3 separate regions of the Mus musculus genome follow, and regions 1 and 3 are each linked to region 2. A link is a contact called in public HiCAR-type and HiChIP or PLAC-seq data. All regions are on one chromosome and are shown on one strand. The core of a region is the stretch at or near the end of the contact, and the rest is flanking DNA. Distances in the headings are between cores, read along the strand shown. Region 1 overlaps Prex1 (phosphatidylinositol-3,4,5-trisphosphate-dependent Rac exchange factor 1). Region 2 overlaps Sulf2 (sulfatase 2). Region 3 overlaps Prex1 (phosphatidylinositol-3,4,5-trisphosphate-dependent Rac exchange factor 1).

Region 1 (4,339 bases), core at 94-2,593, 600 kb after region 2:
GCATTTAAATGCTGTGGATGGCAAGGGAGCTAGCACGTTGATCATAGTGGACCGCATATATATGGATGGTCCCCAAATTCCATCACCTCCCTTTCCCAGAGAGAGCTCTCTGCTGGAGGCAAAGCCCCCTACTGCTCCCCAAGAAAGCAGCAAGTGAGAATCAAGCTGGCCTTTGTGGTTGGATCCAACACAGCAGGACAAAGAGCCAAATGACGAGCAGAGGGGGGACCCCAGCCCCCCAAGACACTGAAGCCCATTCACATTGGAGGCTGGCCATTTCCCCAGGGAGCTGGGAACAATATTCCCTTTTACCACCCTTCTTGTCTCCTACTTCCGCATTTAATTGCAAGTTCATGGGTATTAAGTAGCTCACACAGCTGACCTAGCTCCCTCTCCCAGCCCCATCCCCCCAAAAAGAGTGGCACAGCGTGGCCTCTGTTCCCAGCCCCTCTGTGGTCTTCCCAGGGATTTCTGCCTAGAGATGAGAAAACAGCAATCCCAAAAACCCACGTAGGTCCCCAGACTGTTTTCTCACCTAGCCAGCCAGGCTGCTCCTGTCCTCCCCACCCCTGCTCAAAGGTGACTCAATGGCAGCCTCTGCTCTGACCTCCCATGCCTTTCTGTTGCCCCACTGACTCCCAGGGAAAACTACATCCTGCCTGGCAGCAGAACCCAGGCTCAGAGCATCAGCATCTCTTGCCTGCCTGGCTTTGCCTTCCCTAGGCCAGCTTCTAGTTCCCGCCTCAGCAGGTGGCCAAGCCTTGGATCACCTCTTGCTCATCTCAGAGCAGCACTTAGGGCAGTGCCTGGTGGCCTAACAGGGCTGAGAAAACGTCCCATCCTTCAAGGATGCTCCTCCACCCCGACTCCCAGGTTTCCCACCTCCAGGAGGTTAAGCCCTCTGCACACGTCCTAGAAGTCTCCATCTTGTTCACGAAGTCCCCCGGGTGACTCCTCGACACTGAGATGCCTCATCACGCCCCCCTCCTTTCCCTTCCAATCCCAGGAGACCAGTTTTGCTTCACTAGGACACCTCCTGGTCCAGGCTGCCACCAGCCGTATACAGCACCTCTTACTGCTTTTCTAGCTCAGCCTCAATTGACCCACGGGACCCAGAGAAGCACAGGATAGACCCACACACACACAAACTTCTGCCCGCTTAAAGCCCTCATCTCATAAGCATCTGTTCTCACCCCTATTCCCTACTCCCCACCCCCACCCACCCTGCCAGAAGTCCTGCTCGTCTCCGTAGCGGGCCCTGAACTGCTGGCCAAATCACTTGCCTCATCTCAGATTCAAGCCTTTCCGGCCTGACCACGTGTCCTCGGAGGTGGGGCCTATGGGGGGCGGAGCATCTGTAGAGAGTGAGGGGTCAAAACAGACTCCTAGGCTACAATCTCCAGCAAGCACCTGGGAGAGCAGGGGCTCCCAGCAGGTGATCCATAAACATTTGCCAGGATTGGGGAAATGGAAACATCTCTTTGTTTTCGGGGACTGACTAGGAACCTCCTCCGCTCCTTACAGGACCCTGAAACTGCAGCAAATAGGTGTGTCCCTGTGGCAAGCGATCACTGCCCTATCTATAGTATTTCCTGTATTTCTCAAGAACCCCAGTTAGGGTCACAGGCATGGAGCTACCTCATATCACACAGCAATGACAAAGCAGAGAGAGGTGAGGTCCTCTGCCCTGTATGCCTGAGCCCTGTACTCCTGCAGACCACAGGAGACACGCTGAGCTGCAGTTGTCCTGCCCAGGTGTCTGCACATAGTGTCACCTGCTCCAAACGGAAGCTTTTTATTCTAAGGACCACTCCTTTCCCACATGTACCCAAATACAGAGGGGGCTCTGGCACCCCATGCACCCTTGGGTGGAGCTACAGAGAGGTGGAGAGGGGTGGGGGAGGTGGGGCTTGTCTAATCCTCTGGGGAGGTGGGGGCTCGCCCTGGGCTATACTTGCTGAGCCCTCGCTCCTGCCGGTCACCTCCAGTGGTGGACAACGCCTCCCTCTAATCTGCATCTGGACCAAGTGCCACAAAAAGAGACAGGTGGGAGAGAGCTGCTTTGATGTGGTAGAGGAGGAACCTGCCTGACTCAGGGGTCTAGCCAACAGTGGGATGGAAATAAGGACTAAAGAATGTGACCAGGGCAACTAGAATAGAACTATCCCTCAAACCCTCATGTCATCATCTTATGGAAACCACCCAGTGACCCCTGGAGCTGAGAACACCTGTCTCTCCCCCATTTATGGGTAGAGAAACCAAGGCACAGAGAGGCTTAGTAATCTGCTCTGAGTCACACAGCTTCCTAAGGCTAGACCCAAATCCAAACTTGTCAAGACAGGGTCTCTCACTGAACCTGAAGTTAGGCTGGCAGCCAACGAGTTACAGCAACCCCATCTCTAACCCTCACAGTACCAGGGTTTCGGAGACATGTACAGCTATGCCTGGCTTTTTATGTGGGTGTGGGGGGACTCGAACGCAGGTCCCCAGGCTAACATAGCGAGCACTCTTACTTAGCCCCCTGAGCCAGCTCTGCTGCCCAACATGTGGAACTCTTGAGTTTTAAAATCAGGACACAGAAACCAAGGTTGCTGCAGTTAAAACACGGATCACCAGGCCTCTCTGTGACAGGGCCCTGAGAGAAGACAGGCATCCTGAGGTGTCACCCAGGCTCTGACAGGCTAAGGAAGGGAGAGAACCAAGGGGGCCTTCCCTGAGAACAGCAGTGTGTCACAGACCAGTGAGTGGCATCTCATCTGGCCTTAGGTGGTCAAGAACCCACACTAAGGGGCTGGCAAGATGGCTCAGTGGTTAAGAGCACTGACTGCTCTTCCAGAGGTCCTGAGTTCAAATCCCAGCAACCACATGGTGGCTCACAACCATCTGTAACGGGATCCGATAACTTCTGGTGTGTCTGAAGACAGCATACAGTGTATGCATATAAAAATAAATGTCTTTTAAAAAAAAAGAAGAAGAAGAAGAAGTCACACTAGTACAGACAGTAAAACTGAGGTGTCCCAGTTTGGACCACAAGTTAAGAAGGACGGGCGTGGCTAATTCAGAGCATCCTGGGACCCAAAAGGCTCAGCAAGCCTAAGAGATCACACTTTCACCGAACAGTTCCTTTACCTGGCAGAAAGAGAGAGGATCAGATCAGCCAGTGGCCCCTGAGCATACGCTCTGAGCCCTGAAACAAGATCCAAGAGGCCCAGAGGCAACATATGCAGAAGGGGAGGGAGAGGGAGACACGCACTGACAGCTACGGAGCGACAGACAAGCCATCTGGAGCCCCATCGTGATAAAGGAAGGGGACCCAACAAGACTGGGGTGCTTATAAGACAGGAGGTAGGTGTGGGGACAGGCAGCGCTGCCTGTCATCAGAGCTCACAGGCTCCACTCCCATCAGCGACTCTACCCATTCCAAGCCCCTTCCCTCCCCCCCACCCTCCCACCCCACCCCACCCCACCCCACCCCACCCCCCACCCCCCCCCCCCCCCCGTTTCCAGTTTCTCAAAGTTGAACCTTAAGTACTATCCTGGTACAAGCCATTTGGGAGGCGTTTGGGGAGGAAGTCCATGGCCCAGTCTGGTCAATCAGAGCAGGGCTCCTCCCCACAAGGGTTCTACAATGGAGGAACTCAGGAAGCAGGCAAAGGAGCTCCTTGATCCAGCTGTGCCTGAAGCCCAAGCATGAGTCAAGCAAACACACAAAGCCTTCGTTTATTTAAAGACTGAGTCGGGATTTCTGCAAACAGGCTCAGATACCCAGGTGTTCAAACATTAGGATGTCATCAGACACCCCAAAGTGTCATAACCTACATGTCCACTATCTCTCCTCTGGATGAAACACACACCCCATGGATTGCCTCTGTCTGACCTGGGAAGGGGACAAGTGACAATGGCCAGGAGAATCTTCCCTCAGCCAGGAGACAGAAAAGACAAGACCTCTGAACTTCAAGACCTTTTGTTCCACTGACACAACCACCAGGAGCAACTGAAAGAGCAGAGAGAGAACACAGAGGAGCTGACACGTCAGACAGGTCAGGGTACCCCCAGGTCAGAGAGCGGGGTGCCCACAGGTAAGATGCCTGGCAGAGGCCTGCAAGCCTGCAGATACCTGGGGAGCATTTCAGACCAGCCCTGGGGCTGGAGGTGTTTAGATGTGTGCAGATGAGGTCTGAGCAGTGGAAACAGAGTGGAGGTGAGAACGGGACAGCTGAGGCTTTTATTCAGAGCAGAGAGGAGTGAGCTGACTAACAAGGTCCCTGGGGAGAGCCACGTGCAAGAGCCAGGATGGAAGCAGGGGGCCAGGGGAAGGGCAACCTTCCTGGTGGGGACA
Region 2 (4,080 bases), core at 1,061-3,560:
TGAGTCTTCTTGTGGTTGTTAGGAATTGAATTTTTTAGGACCTCTGCTTGCTTTGGTCGGCCCCCCGCTAGGTCCGGCCCAAAGATCTATTTATTATTCTATATAAGTACACTGTAGCTGTCTTCAGACTCGCCAGAAGAGGGCGTCAGATCTCATTACGGTGGTTGTGAGCTACCATGTAGTTGCTGGGACTTGAATTCAGGACCTTGGGAAGAGCAGTCAGTGCTCTTACCCGCTGAGCCATCTCGCCAGCCCCCCATTGGGTATCTTGCATAGCCGGGTTCCGCAGGTCTACCTTAGGTTTGACCTTTTTGTTCCTCTTGATGGAGGAACTTGGTATGGAGGTGGGCCAGGGACCTTGGGGCTTTGCCTAGTCTGGCACTACTGATGGTTACTAACTGACGATGTCTGCCACCCTCTTTGGTAAAGTATGGGCTAAAGTGTCAGAGAAGGAAAACTGGCGGTCTCTGGCTACTTGCGCCATGGCTGCTGACATATTGAAGTCACAGTGTATGGAGCTGTGTCGGGCTTTTTGAATGAGGTTGAGTGGTTGGTCATTACCAAGGTCACCTTCCAGAATGGCTAAGGAGCAGGGTTCTGGTTTTAGGAGCTTTGCTGCTTGTGGTTGTCTTGTGCGGCTCTGAGCCACTGCAGTCACACCTGTGCTGAGGTGTGTCCAAAGGAGGGAGACTCCGCACAGAGCTTGTCTTGGGTGCATGCTGGGTAAATGTTAGGGTTGCTTGTCTGTACTCTCCATGGCAGCCTAGAGAGTCCAGAACGTGGCCTGATCCTGTAGCTCTACTGATCAAGGGTCCACAGAAGTACCTGCTGAGCTCTGTAGGCAGTCTGCCTGAGGGGGAGGGAAGAACTGGACTGTAGATCGGACACAGGGCAATGGAGGGAGACGCATGTGGACAACACAGAGTCCCAGACTCCAAGTGGCCTCAGAACTCAGTCTTCCAGGCTTAGGGGCCGTGAGGGGCTTCTCTTCTGCAGCTGTATGCCTGTGTCTCACACGCCTGTCTCCCTGTCTCCCTGACCATGCCTGTACCTGGTAGGGGTCTGTACTGAGGTCAAAGTATTCTATGAAGCCGGTTGCAAATTCGCAGAAGAGGAAGTTGTGGGTCTCATTTATGGTCCTCAAGCACCAGTACGTGTTGTTGTTGGCGCTGGTGCAGGCGCAGAACGGCCCCACTGTGGAAGGAAGAGTGAATGTCCTGAGTGTGCCCGCAGAGAGACAGTCGGTCAGACAGCCTCCCCGAGACAGGCTCTCAAATGCCAAGTGACAAGCACAGGTTTCTAAGACACCTCTAGCAGTTTGGCCCTCTGAAGCCAGGGAAAGGTAGGTGGCCATGCACAGGCCTCCCATTCTCTGCCTGTCCCTGCTTGCTCATGCACACAACTCCCCTGTCCCCTGCCTGCCTCTGCTTGCCCACACACAGGCCTCCCATGCCCTGCCTGCCCATTTGCTCACGCGTCCAGAGTGGCGCCGTCTGCCAGTGGTGGTTGTCGTGGGTAAAGCACGTGAGGCCGGGCATGCTGCACGTATCGTTGTTCTGCAGCCGTTTGAGCAGCTTGCGCAGTTTCTTCTTGCGTTTCTGCTCCCGCAGCAGCCACACCTTGTCCTTCTCCTGCAGACCCTTCCTGAGGGCACAGGGGACCACACACGCTTAGGACCTCTGAGGGTTCAATGACCTCAGCCTTGTGGTTCGCCCCAGTGGTTGGGCAGCGTCATCAAGGGCTCTAAGTCCCTCTGTTGTCCAGGCCACAGCTAGGGCCAGACCCCAGGGCCTTTCTCCTCCTCTGGCCTCCTTCAGCCCCACCCACCAGCGGCAGAAATGGGTGTCCAGTGCTTAGTGTGGCTACAGTACCATATCTAACCAGTCTTTGTATGAACCTGGGGCCCCTCCAAGGACTGCGTAGACCTCACCTCCCAGGGAAAACCCAGCCCAGCCTGAATGTGCCTTGTGTGTTTTAGCTACAGACAGGTAGGCATGGCACCTTACCCCTTTGGCCTATCCCTACCCTTACCTGAAAGGGTGCAGGCTGGAGCCTTTGTGCTTGAGACGGCCTTTGTGTTGGCTGTGGTAACTGCAACAGACCCCCCCACCCCAGTCCCCAAGAGTCAGAGCTTTGCAGGATACTCTGGCAGGCATGCAGCGGGGTTCACTGCTCTTGCTCACTGCACCCTTTCCTAGGTGGGATGGAGGGCACTGTATCCCCCTGGTTGCCAGCTCCATGCTTGGTTTAGATGCCCCATGTCAGACTTTACAAGGTCAGGACGGAAATAATTAACCCGGACTGGAGGCTGGGCCTGGCTTCAGTTGGTGTCAGCCGTGGCCTCTGAAGGCCGATTTGTATCATACCATGTACCTCATGCTTAGAAGGGGGCTTTGAGACTGGCCCGAGTCAGCAAAGGTGTTCAGAACTGTGTGGCTCCTTCAATTTAAACCAAGGAAAATTCTTGCTCCAGGTTCCCCAGTCACAGGTGTTATGTGACTGCCACCCTGGACAGTGACTGCAGAGAGACTCCATGTCTTTCTGTGTGGGAAGTTCTCTCAGGCAGGCAGAACCCTGAGTGGCAGCCCAGCAGTTCCCAAAGGCAGTGAGCAGAAGCCTGTGCCCCAAGGCTGGGGCCTGCCCAAACACAGCTCAGCCTGACCCCGCCCCCGGGGGCGGTCCCTGAGTTTCCCTGATGAGAGTTATTGGCTCCTTATCTTGACAGACAGGGTCCAGTGCTGAGAGGGCCCCGTGTATCCGCAGGACGCACTGGTGTCCAGGGCTTGAGTGGGGCCGGGGCTGCTCTCTCACCTGATTCTATGGCAGTCACATTCTTCCGGTCGCTTCTTCTTCAGGTGACCCCTGACTTCTCGAAGGTTCTTAATTTTGTTCTGCAGGGTTTCGATCTGAGGGAGGGAATGGGAGAAGCCTAGGAACCACAGGGTGACTGCGGGTGGGAAGGGTACAGCCACATCTACGTTTGTGGCTCTGCCCGTGGAAGGGGGCCTCCCTGAAGGAACAGACTCTTCCTACCGCCAGCAGAGCCTACGGAGGCTGTAGCGAGAGCAAGCTCTATAGGGGGGTGTCTCACAGGTCTAAATAAAGTATGCTGCGCTGTCCCCAGCCAGCCAGCCATCTCTGAGCTGGACCTTTGGCTGGCTTCCAGACCCCATGACTCAGATTCCTATTCTGGGATGGGGTCATGGATTCTGGGGGACCAATCTTGCTTTCTCCCCTCACCAGGCCCCCCGCCCTTCCTGTGGATGCTGGCCGCCAGCCTGTGCTGCCCCAGTGGCCACACCTCATGGTCGATGTGCAGCTTGTGGTCTTTCCAAGCCTGCAGGGACTTGTACAGGTCCAAGTCGCACTGGACTGTGTCATTCTCAAGGATGTAGCACCTGCTCCAGAGAAAGGGTCATGAGTGGCCGGCCCCGAGGGGAGAAGAGAGGCCCAGCCTGTCCCTCTACCCCCAACCTCCAGCCAGACTCTCACCGATGGGTCACTTTGATGGGATTGGGGGCAGAATAATCTGGAAGGCCACCAGTACCACTGAAACTGCCACCATCCTTGTCATCTTGGTCTTCAGGGGCCCCTGGCCAGTGCGGCTTGCTAAGGTTGCGGGGCTGAGGCACAGTATCCAAGCCTACGTGGTATATCTCACCGTCCACCTCGATGGCCACGGAACGGATGGAGCGGTTCCGGGCATAGCTGGTCTTATACTCTGTGGGTGCCAGGAGGGATGATAAGTCAGAGAGGCTGGGACAGGCTGTCCAGGGAGCCCCAGCCATGGGCCTTCAATCAAGACAGGGGTAAAACCCCAAGTTCCAGTCTCAGTGTTGCATGCTGTGCGGGCTTGGGAGAGCTATCCCCGGAAGTGGGTCATCGGGAGGTCGTTACACTGGGCAGGCTAAACAACTTGAACGTCAGGAGAGCCAGTGAGGTGGTTTTGCAGGTAAAGATGCTTCCACACCTGAGTTTGATCCCCGTGGCCCGTGTGGTAGAAGGAGAGAGCTAACTCCTGCAAGATGACCCGACCTCCACACGTGTGGGCCACAGATGCGTTTTGGGAGCAGGGGGATC
Region 3 (4,286 bases), core at 580-3,079, 590 kb after region 2:
TCTGTCCACTGAGCCAGTTCACCAGCCCCGGCTACTCTGGTCTCAAGACGACACCGGCTGTGAGTATCAGGCCCAGAGGTTCTACATAAGCAGAAACATGAAAATCATAAAAAGTCAACCTTGAACACACAGCTGTGCAAAGAAGATATACGAGTGGAAGGAAGGCACAGGAAAAGCTATCCAGCGCCATCAGTGAGGGAGAGGCTGAGGAAAACCACAACCTGCCACTTCCACACGTATGTACGTACATCTGCCAGAATGGCTTAAAAGGCAAATCGACAATACCAAGTGTTGTCAGGGATGTGAACCACCAATCTCTCAGATCCCACTGGTGAGAAATTTAAGTGACCCGGCGCCTTTGCAAAGCCGCCTGCAACTTCACACGCTGCTAAGCACTCAGAGCCCACACAGCCTAACAACGCCACTCCTGGTGTCTATTCTGGATACACGAGAACTCATGTTCACAAGCAAACAGTGCATACACTCTTAACAGCGGATGTCCAGGTCAGCCAATGAGGAGGGACTCTGTGTCCTTGGGTGAATGTTGAACCGTGGGATGGTGTAAGCTCTAAAAGGAACACACTTGACACACGGAGACCCCGGCTGAACCCCAAGTGCTACCTGCTGGGACTCAGAAAGCTGTATACCATGTGAGTCCCCTGTGTGCAGTGCACAGCCTCCTTTATGTCCCCACGACATTGTCTACAGTGAAGCATATATTTTTAATTTTCTAGAAAAGACAAAACTATGGGCCATGGGAAATAGATGAGTGAGTGGCTGTGGAGGAGGAACAGACCTGAAAGCATGGCTCCTCAGAGGCCACAGAAGGTCTGTGGAGGATAGAGTTGCTCTCTACGTGGGCTGCGGTGGGAAAGAACTCCACACATGTGACGTAATGTGCATACACACCATACATGTACACACACACACACACACACACACACACACACACACACTTAACCCAAAACATCCATCTTTACTATTTTCAAATTCTAAATGTTAAATCTGTTTAACATACCTCACTCTGGGCTTTTCCAAACAGAGCTACAACTTGAAGGGAAGATGAAGTGAGTACAAGGAGCCCTCTATGCAGGGCACTCAGTGAGCCACAAGCACACAGGTCACCTGACCTTGGGTGCTAAGTCCCTTGGGGATGAGCTGGTACTGCACTAGGGCAGGAAAAGCTCAAGGTGTGCCTAACAAACACAGAAGGGACATGAGAGGAGAACCCTGAGCAGGCCCAAGAGCCCTGGGGTCAGAGGGCTCGTGGGGGCGGGGAATGCCGAAGACACAGAAGAGCACACAAGGCCAATTCATTCCCGTTAAACAAGGTATAGGGAAGGTTCGAAGGCAGAGGTGTCTGGGACAAGATTGGGGTCTAGCTGGGATGCTGGGGAGAAAGCAGCCAGAGCGACCCCAAATCCCTGGTGTGAGCAAGGGCAAGGAAGGAGTTACCTGTGCAGGCAGGAGCAGGCCAGGGAGGAAGGGATGCTGAGTACTGGCTGAAAGGGAAGTCAGAGGCCATCACAGGACCTACCCAACACCTTGTCTCAAAACAAGGCAGAGGGGGAGAGGGGGGACAGGGAGCTAGGGAGGGATGAATCAGACCGGTTAGTAAGTTCTGGACTGTTACAATAAGGCTGCCATGTTCTTCCATAGTCCAGTGCCCCCCACCCCCATCCCTCACGAAAAACACCCTTCATCCAAGAATAAAAGAAACACCAGGAGCTCAGGCACTCTTTGGAGCAAACGCTCTGGCTGACTCAGACCTTCCTCCAGAGTGACAAACTCCATCCTCAGTGAGCTGTCTGGGGCAGGCATGTGACTGGAAAGACAATGCTTGGCATCCACCACAGAGCCCAACTCACAGGCACCAGCTCGGGCTCTGCAAGCGCCCTGGATGGCACTGTGAAAACTGCTCACACTTTATCCAACACAAGCCATACCTACCCTGGTGGCTCTCAAATTGCAGAACTTATCAGCTTGTTCCTATGTTAATCAGGGTGCCGGGGACCTGCTGTAAAAACACTTTAGGAGCCAGTGGCTCTGCACAGACTACAAGTGGCGGCTGAGGATCGAGTTTCTGCAAGGTGCTGCCAATAAAATCGCAGTGGTCCACTTTCCCAGCAGGTCTGTGGAAGACATCAGCGAACAGGCTGCCCATGAATGTGGTGACAAAAAAAAAAAAAAAAACGCTATGTCGCTGCCAGCGCTCCTTCCAGCTGACAGAATTTCAAGAGCTTTCGGTGAATCAAAGTCACATTTGCTGGGAAAGCTGGCTGAGCCTGGCTACCTTGAAGATACCTCAGCAGGAAGGAGGCGACGTCGCTAGCCACTGCCCCTGCCTTTTGCAAACCCGTGTCCTCCACAAATGAACACAGAATCCAGGCATGTGCTTGACACGGGTGGAAAGAACCCAGGGGAGGCGGTGGCACGGGACTGAAGAGGGGGTAGCGACGATGTACCCAGCTGAGAATGCCTCCATCCCATGAGTCTGGCTTCCCAAACTCCTATAGGCCACTTCCAAAAGAAGTTGTGAGGGATGAACAGATGGCTCAGCGGTTAAGAGCATTTGCTGCTCTTGACGAGAAAAAAATAAAGACAAAAAATAAAAGCCCTTGAAGAGGTGACCATCAGAGCCCTCACTAGGGGCCAGTGAGATGGCCCAGAGGGGAAAGACGCTTGCTGCCAAACCCACAACCTGAGTTTGATCCCTGAACCCAGTGGTAGAAGCTATTCTCTGACTTCCCCCCACACAAGCCAACAATGTGCGGCATACAAACACACACACACCCCTGGATGGATAGGTGGATGGATGGATGGATGGATGGACAGACACATGTGATAAAAAGAAGAGGCCTTCATGAAATAACTCTTATCAAGGCCCTGTGAAGGGCAACTCCACATTAGGGTGCCTCCAGCACTCCTGCAGTGTTATCAGAGAAATCATGCATTCCCCAAGAGACACTAATCAGCATTAAATCTCCTAACCACCACTGATGACAGCCAGAGAACCAGCTGCTCTCAGGCCCTCAGCTCTCTTCCTCAAGGTGAAGGCCTCACTGGGCCCCCTCCCACCCAGACCTCAAGCCCCCCCACCTCCCTAGAAGCCCCTCCCTGAGGACAAAGCCCTGGCTTCCCTCAGGCCGTGGGATTCCACCAGAAAAATCTGACTGGATGGACAGAGCCGTGAAGCATGTCTCTTTGCTACCTGGCCCCTCTGTCACCTGTCCCCAGCAACCTTGGCTGAGTGGGGTTGGCTCTCAGCTCCCTGCCTGCAGCCGCTACGATGCTGGCAAAGCCGTTCGGTGTACACTTAGATATTAATGACATATAAATCCATCTCAGCGGAGTTCATACTTCTAAAAAGTGATGACTGCTTTGCCTGTCAATCAACCACTCACCCAGGGTCTCCTGAAACTAGCCAGCTGAAGACAGAAGGCAGGGACATGCTAGCCCTGTCCCTATCTCTGGGTCAGAGTGACGATACCAGGCAAAACTCCACTAGACTCATTCATAAAAACTGCACTGCTGTCTACTCTGCCCAAGAACCTGGCTTTGAGGTGCCCCATTTGGTGGTGCAAGGCTTGGCTCCAGGCATCAAGCTCACCACCAACACCCAGTCCTTCGGAGAGCACAAGCCAGGTCGTTTGGCTCAGACTTCTGAGCCTCCCTCCCTCCAGCCAAGAAGCACTCATTCCCTTGGCTGGCTGTCTTCCCTCAGCTTTTATTGCTGATCTTCAAGTTCACCAACCAACTCCTTCTCACTGGACAATGACCCTCGTGCGTGCAGGCACACAACCTCAGGTGTGAGTCCTCACTCTCCACTCTATTTGAGGCAGGCCTCTTGGCTGTTTTGCTGTTGCTGATGCCAGGTTTGCTGCCCCGTCCCCCAGCTTCCAGAGCTTCTCCTGCCTCTACCTCTCATCCCCCAGTAAGAGTGCTGGGTTCGCAGACACTCCTTCATCTGGCTGGCGTTGGGTCCTTGGGCTTTGAACCGAAGGTCCTCATGTTTGCACAGTAAATGCTTTGACTCGTGTGCCATCTCCCTGGCCCATCGTCTGACGTTTTAGATCTAGTACATCAGCAAAAAAGGCCAGAGTCCAGGGTTAGAATAGGAAAGATGAAGCTTTCTGAGGATAGACAGAGCTGTGGAGAGAGAGAGAGAGAGAGAGAGAGAGAGAGAGAGAGAAAGAGAGAGAGAGGGAGGGGGAGAGGGAGGGGGAGAGAGAGAGAGATCAGAGAGGACAGGTGCTGGAGCAGTTGGGACTAAGGGGCCCTGGGGA

What was found. HiCAR-type assays count read pairs that join an accessible place to other places. HiChIP or PLAC-seq counts read pairs in DNA pulled down with a chosen protein or histone mark.
Region 1: an H3K27ac HiChIP or PLAC-seq map of epiblast stem cells shows a contact between it and region 2, with 8 times the contacts expected there. The contact joins two enhancer-like sites. A contact is called at or near these places in 1 of 15 datasets of contacts at CTCF or cohesin (large pre-B cells), 5 of 484 Hi-C or Micro-C datasets (the G1E-ER4 cell line and embryonic stem cells), 3 of 115 datasets of contacts at active chromatin or transcription factors (embryonic basal ganglia, epiblast stem cells and stem cell-derived neural progenitor cells) and 1 of 9 other capture datasets (embryonic stem cells).
Region 3: a HiCAR-type map of astrocytes shows a contact between it and region 2, with 2.7 times the contacts expected there. The contact joins two enhancer-like sites. A contact is called at or near these places in 1 of 15 datasets of contacts at CTCF or cohesin (large pre-B cells), 5 of 484 Hi-C or Micro-C datasets (the G1E-ER4 cell line and bone marrow-derived macrophages), 4 of 115 datasets of contacts at active chromatin or transcription factors (astrocytes, differentiating embryonic stem cells, embryonic stem cells and 1 more) and 1 of 9 other capture datasets (embryonic stem cells).

What each region holds. Positions count from the first base shown.
Region 1 is chr2:166,682,753-166,687,091 of GRCm38.p6, forward strand. The region is part of intron 1 of Prex1 (phosphatidylinositol-3,4,5-trisphosphate-dependent Rac exchange factor 1); the gene reads right to left. Among named protein-coding and RNA genes, the nearest start is that of Gm50596, 18 kb to the right of the region's middle. Within about 2 kb of position 1,344, at least 57 of the 459 cell types and tissues checked have an H3K27ac peak or open chromatin away from gene starts, as enhancers often do. A contact at or near this core is called in epiblast stem cells, where this site is marked.
Region 2 is chr2:166,077,986-166,082,065 of GRCm38.p6, forward strand. Sulf2 (sulfatase 2) reads right to left here. Exons shown (of 21, transcript NM_028072.5): 12 at 3,493-3,721; 13 at 3,302-3,398; 14 at 2,812-2,906; 15 at 2,032-2,091; 16 at 1,475-1,644; 17 at 1,052-1,194. Among named protein-coding and RNA genes, the nearest start is that of Gm52534, 40 kb to the right of the region's middle. Within about 2 kb of position 2,311, at least 79 of the 459 cell types and tissues checked have an H3K27ac peak or open chromatin away from gene starts, as enhancers often do. A contact at or near this core is called in astrocytes and epiblast stem cells, where this site is marked.
Region 3 is chr2:166,666,147-166,670,432 of GRCm38.p6, forward strand. The region is part of intron 1 of Prex1 (phosphatidylinositol-3,4,5-trisphosphate-dependent Rac exchange factor 1); the gene reads right to left. Among named protein-coding and RNA genes, the nearest start is that of Gm50596, 35 kb to the right of the region's middle. Within about 2 kb of position 1,830, at least 71 of the 459 cell types and tissues checked have an H3K27ac peak or open chromatin away from gene starts, as enhancers often do. A contact at or near this core is called in astrocytes, where this site is marked.